2 separate regions of the Ovis aries genome follow, and region 1 is linked to region 2. Evidence: chromatin contacts called from public Hi-C data. All regions are on one chromosome and are shown on one strand. The core of a region is the stretch at or near the end of the contact, and the rest is flanking DNA. Distances in the headings are between cores, read along the strand shown. Region 1 overlaps WNK1 (WNK lysine deficient protein kinase 1). Region 2 overlaps NINJ2 (ninjurin 2).

Region 1 (2,900 bases), core at 176-2,675, 180 kb after region 2:
TATAATTCAGTAAAGTGCCTAGTTCTTTTCAGTGGTCCCTAGTTAATAACAAATATCAACATGGCTCTTCTGAGAAGAAAAATGTTCTAGGAGCTATATAAAAATTAAGATATGTTTGTCTAGTTTAGTGAATGGAACATGAGCTGTGAATCAAATCTTCATTTAATTTGTGCTTCTGTGAATTTGAGGAAGACTAAATTTCTGTATCTCATGGGTTTTCTGAGAATGGGAACAGAAGTACAACCACCAGTTAGTGCAAATAGCAAACACTTGACAAATATTAATTAAAAAGCCCCAGGTGTTCTTATGGTCTGTGTGCTTGTGTTAGTTTTGATCTCTTTTACATTGTTTTACAAATTCTTGTGGGTGCTAAAATAGTATAGTTCTCTGAGATATGAAATTGTCCTAGATTAAGAAGTCCTAGAGCAAGTTAACAGATTATTGAAAGAAACACCAAATTACTTGGTTGGACTTTTTCTCTACTTAGTTGGTAATCTATATTCATAGTTTTTTTTAATCTATATTAATATTTGGGTGTGGTGAGTGTTACATTGCTGCCCATGAGCTTTTCTCTAGCTGCAGCAAGTGGGGGCTACTTTATGGCGTGTGGGCTTTTCATTGTGGTGGCCTCTCTTGTTGCAGAGCACAGGCTCTAGGGCCTGAGGGCTTTAGTAGTTACTAGGTGCTGGCTCAGTGGTTGCTGCAGGTGCTCTCAGTAATTGTGGCTTACGGGCTTAGTTGCTCCTCGGGATGTAGAAATCTTCCTGAACCAGGAATCAAACCAATGTCCCCTGCATTCCAAGTTAACCTCTAGACCACCAGGGAAGTCCTGTGCTCATATTTCTAATGTTAAAGACTTAAAGCAAGATTCCCTTAAAATAAGTCATCAGTAGCTTTCAGGGAGGATAAAAATCTATAATAGACACATAAAATAGTCTCCATTTACAGTATAGATGACTTTGAGGCAAAATTAGATAAAAATTGCATTCAGAGTATTTATTCTGTAGAAGAAAATTGGTTGTAGATTTTTGTTGAGTAAGACGTCCCTGTTTTGTTACTAGCGTGCCCCCCCCTTTATATTTTCCTATAAATGAGTAGTTGGCAGACTTTTTACAATAGCTTTTAACAAATCCTTTAAAAAATCAAAATGATGGCAGCCTTGACCTTTGCAGATGGGTCGTAGTGTTTGAGTTGTGTTTTACTGAGTCTCAGAGGCCCAAATTTAATCCTTACCTTTCTTTTTTAAGTCATAAGAATTTTTTTTATTCCTGAGGAAATGCTAACTACTTGTGAAGAATGTACACACACTTTATTTTTTGGAAAGCACATTCATGAATTCACTTAACACATGGCAGTTGAACAATGCTAGATTGTCAGATGCTAAAGATAGAACACTGAAAAGGCATTTTGTCACTGCTTTTAGAAAAAGCCTCACTGTAATATTACTTGTGACTAAGAGCTCTGAAAGAGGCATATAGATGGTTCATGTCACTGTACAGCTAGGCGGAAGGGGATGATTTAACCTAGAGTAGGGGGCAGTCAACAGTGCTATCCCTGTGTGAATGACTGGACTTTAACCGGGCATAAAAGCTCCATGGAAGGGCATCCTGTATAGAAGGAAGCATGTGTGAGGGACCTGAATGGGAAGAAGCTGCCATGCTTGAGAAGGGAAACCTGAGAGTGACAAGAAAAAGGCTCTAAGAGTGGGCAAGGATTGTATCATGTAGGGCATTGTAGGTTGTAGGGGTTTTCCACCTTTATCCTAAAGGCTGCAGAAAGCTATTAGAGAGTTTTAAACAGGATTATGACATACGGTACTTCACCGAGTCTAAGATTCCAATTGTATGATGTACTCTAATTTCAGAGATGTTAAAAATGTGGAAAATGACATTTCTAAGAATCAATGAAGTGGTCATACCATAGAATTGATTAAATTGATGTTAAAATATTCTGACTGTATTTGGATAGAGTGGAATACACATTGTACAGGGGTAATAAGATTAGATGTGTGGAAACAGCTAGTAGGTTTACTGCAGAAATCCAGAGGGAGATCGTGACAGCTTGAATGAAATAGGATGGTGGCAGTAGAGAAAGACATGAATAAATTACTTTGGTTTGAGTTTTCTGGAGAAAAGGTTTACAAGTCTTGTATACATTAAAATACTCGTGGATATCATAAAAACAATCTTTAAGTAGATTTTAAATCAAAATTTAAGTAACAATGTAGAGTGCTTATGCCACAGTCTTGGTTAACCTCTAGTGACAAGTTTCTGGCTATACCAGTTGAGAGAAAACATTTTGTTTACTACTAAGTACTGTAAACTACCTTATCCTGTACAATGTAAATTCCAAGTTTCAGCTGCAGTGGTCTACTATAAGTGATGCACTTTCCAGAGGCTCTAAACTCTGGTTGAATAAACACATTTAAGTTAGTTTATATCTCGTAGCTCAAGGTTATTAAAGTTCTGAGCCTCCTTGCCTCCAGTCTATATCCTGCATTTCCAAGTTTACCTTTAGCACTTTCTACAGACTCTTGCGTTCTTAAGCAATTCAGGTATTCTAACACTAGAGCTCCATGCCCATGATCTCAGTGCTTAGGGTAGCCTGCTATGGTGAGGACAACACTAGCTTGTGCACACAGAATTGGGTCTTATAGCGAGTACTTGCTCTCCAAGTACTCTTTTCATAAATACAAATAAAAGTATTTTCTCTTTTTAATATCTAATGAAGTTAATGCCTCTGCCTCTTACATTGGAAGGTCTAGACTAGCAGGAAACTTGTCTCTTAGGTTTGTCGTATCCTATTGCCTGACATGGGGTACTCAAGTATTTAAAATTTAATCAACCATTTATGAGGAGATATAATAATCGCTAAAACTGAAATGAATGTTGCATGTCTCA
Region 2 (3,144 bases), core at 309-2,808:
ACAATCAAAAGTAAATACACTGGGGCTTCCTGGTGGCTCAGAGGTTAAAGCGTCTGCCTGGAATGCTTGGAGACCTGGGTTTGATCCCTGGGTAGGGAAGATCCCCTGGAGAAGGAAATGGCAACCCACTCCAGTACTCTTGCCGGGAGAATCCCATGGAGGGAGGAGCCTGGTAGGCTACAGTCCATGGGGTCGCAATTTAGAAAAAGAAATATGGACCTCAGGAGGTCAATAATTAATATAAAGCAGAATTCTGTCTCACCTGGGACCCAGCTTCTCCGTGTGTAAAATGAGAATAATAGGCCCTGGTTAGCTCAGAGGCCTGTTGCAAAGATCAATGAGATAATGTGGGTGAATGTGCTTTGAAGACTGAAGTCTTAGAGCAAGGAGATGAGAGGGAAGTCCCTCCCACACAGGCCCACACTCCCACCTGTGGGCGGAGAGGCAACTGAGTGCTGGGTTCTGACTTGGCCTGGCCCCGCCCACACTTCAAGATTCCCCTTTGTCATCTCAGCAGCCCCTCACACCCATCTTTGAAATGGTTCCGCACCCAAGGGGGGCTTCCCAGGTGGCACTAGGGGTGAAGAACCCACCTGCCAATGCAAGAGATGTAAGAGACGTGGGTTCGAGCCCTCGGTCGGGAAGATCCCTTGGAGGAGGGCATGGCAACCCACTCCAGTATCCTTGCTAAAGCCCATGGACAGAGGAGCCTGGGGGCCTACAGTCCATGAGGTTGCTAGGGTCGCTAAGAGTCAGAACACTAAATGCTCACACACGCCCATCCCATTGGAAACCTTTCTCTTCACCTGACGGGAGCCTCTTTCAGGGAGGGAGCTTCTCAGACAAGCCCACCTACCCTGGGTTCCCTGCTGTGCAGACCCGACTCCCCCACCCCCACCCCCTGCCTGGCTGGCTCCCACCTCCCTCTCCAGCCTGTGTCCTGTTTCCCCTCCCTCCCGGGAGGGGCTGAGACTCACCCTCCCTCCCGGGCCACACCACATGACTCACCGTGCCTGAACACACCCCACCCTTCCGCCAGCTCCAGTCCCTCCAGGGCTGAAGGCCTTTCTTCCCCGTGGACCCCCACCCCCAGGTCAGCCCTCCCCTCTTAGACCCTCCTCTCCAGGAGGCCCCTCCAGTGCCTGTTTCCTAGGGGGATTGCATCTTCCATGTTCCTGGGTCCCCACGGTGCCCGGTTCAGTGGCTTGCCCACATTAAAGGCACCAGAAAATGATGACAGCATTGAATTTTTTTATATGAAGGATTTACTTCAAGGAGTTTTTCCAGAAAAGGCAAAAAGAGGGATCTCTGAGGGTGGGGTTGCAGACCCAAGAACTGCTGGGTGAGGGGCGTGGTGCTTGGACAGTGAATATCAAACTGAAGCCCCTGGCCCAGGGGTAGCCCTTTCTCCCGGCCTCAGGGAACAATGACTCAGGCTGGCCGCTGCCACTGGTCTTCAGGCCAAAGCCCGCAAAGGCCCGGAGCCCCGAGGCCTGTGTCTGGGGCCGGCACTCAGCCTGCAGCCTTGCTGTGCCAAGCGCAATGGGTCTCGCCCTTAAAAGTCAACAGTCTCTAATCCACCGCGGGTGGGGTGTCCGCGGGCTGTTCCCGTAATAACACCCAACTGGTCCAGAAGTCTCCTCTCAGGCGGGGGGCGCAGCCTTGCGAGGCGCCAGCGCTCCCCCAGGTGCCCGCGGGCCTTGCCGCCGGCACTTCGACTCCGCTCGGAGACCGCCGGGGGAGGGTGTGCAGCGCCTCCTCGTCCGCCAGGGGGCGGCAGCGCACCGCGCGGCTGGGCCGGAGGGCCGCTGATCCCGCTGAGGTGAGGTGACTTTCTGACAAAAGGCGGGTGAGAGGGACTTCCTAGCGCTTCAGTGGGTACGGCTCGGAGTTCCCAATGCAGGGGGCCTGAGTTCGATCCTTGGCCGGGGGGGATAGATCTCACGTGCTGCAACTCAGACCCAGTGCAGCCAAATTACTCCCCCACCCCCCAAACCCCAACCGCCACCAAGGTTCTGTGTGGATTTGCCACACAGAAACTGCCGAAGAAATGGAGCAGGGGTTATTTCCCAATAAGCATGTGGCCTGGGGGCTTCGAGACCCACCTGGCACTTTGCTCCTGGCTTTGGGGTTCTTGGCAGCATTCCCCAAGCACTCCTGACCCACCTCTGCTCGTGGTAACCCCGCCCCATCCTTCCAGGACCAACACGCTGGCCAGAATTTAAACAATGATAACTGAATACTGAGAATACCGTATACCAGGCTGACCCCCATGAAGTGGATTTTTTCTCTTTTTTTTTGGCCACACCAAGCGACTTGCAAGATCTTAGTTCCCTGACCAGGGATTGGATTTGGGCCCTTGGCAATGAAAGCCCGGAATCTTAATCACTGGGCTGCCAGGGAATTCTTGTGAAGTGGGAATTAACAGTTCCATTTTACACGTAAAGATATTGAGGCTCAGAGATTAGCTGCGCAAAGTCACCAGATAATAAGGGACAGTCCTAGCGCCAGAACCCTACACCTGAATTCTCTTTTCTGTTACACACCTGTGGTTCTCAAATTGTGGTCCCTGAAACAGCAGCACCTGGGCACTTGTTGGAAACGCAGATTCTCAGACACCACCCTAGACCTTCTGAGTCAGAGACGCAGGCTGGAACCCAGCCATCTGTGTTTTCACAAGCCTCCAGGGGATTCCGACGCAGCTAGTGTGAGCGCCGTCCATCGACTCCGCGCTACCACACTGAAGCTGGCGCTTCACATGCCTGCCACCGTCTAAGCTCTGTGCTAGACCCTTCCTTCAGTCAGCTGTCCCTGAATTCCTTTAACAACACCCATTGTACAGACGAGATGGGTGAGGCTCAGAACAGTTCGGTGCTTTTGCCCTGGGATCACCCAGCTGTTGATCTTAAGAGTTGGGATGTGAACCCAGACAGGCTCTGGAGGCTGTGTCCTTAACCACTACAGTCTTTGCATGCATGCTCGGTCCTGTCTGACTCTTTGCGACCGTATGGACTGTAGTGTCTGCCAGGTCCTCTGTCCATGGAATTTTCCAGGCAAGAATACTGGAGTGGGTTGTCATGCCCTCCTCCAGGGGATCTTCCAGATTTAGGGTTTGAACCCACGTCGCTTGCGTCTCCTGCATTG

The links. A called contact is a pair of places that touch in the nucleus more often than the background predicts.
Region 1: a contact with region 2 is called in a Hi-C map of liver, with 5 times the contacts expected there. The contact joins two enhancer-like sites. A contact is called at or near these places in 15 of 16 Hi-C or Micro-C datasets (blood, hypothalamus, liver and 7 more).

Annotation. Positions count from the first base shown.
Region 1 is chr3:213,460,601-213,463,500 of ARS-UI_Ramb_v3.0, forward strand. The region is part of intron 1 of WNK1 (WNK lysine deficient protein kinase 1); the gene reads left to right. Among named protein-coding and RNA genes, the nearest start is that of TRNAC-ACA, 43 kb to the left of the region's middle. Within about 2 kb of position 1,426, at least 6 of the 54 cell types and tissues checked have an H3K27ac peak or open chromatin away from gene starts, as enhancers often do.
Region 2 is chr3:213,282,178-213,285,321 of ARS-UI_Ramb_v3.0, forward strand. The region is part of intron 1 of NINJ2 (ninjurin 2); the gene reads right to left. LOC121819225 (a long non-coding RNA gene) reads left to right here. Exons shown (of 4, transcript XR_009600028.1): 1 at 1-1,822. Among named protein-coding and RNA genes, the nearest start is that of NINJ2, 62 kb to the right of the region's middle. Within about 2 kb of position 1,559, at least 14 of the 54 cell types and tissues checked have an H3K27ac peak or open chromatin away from gene starts, as enhancers often do.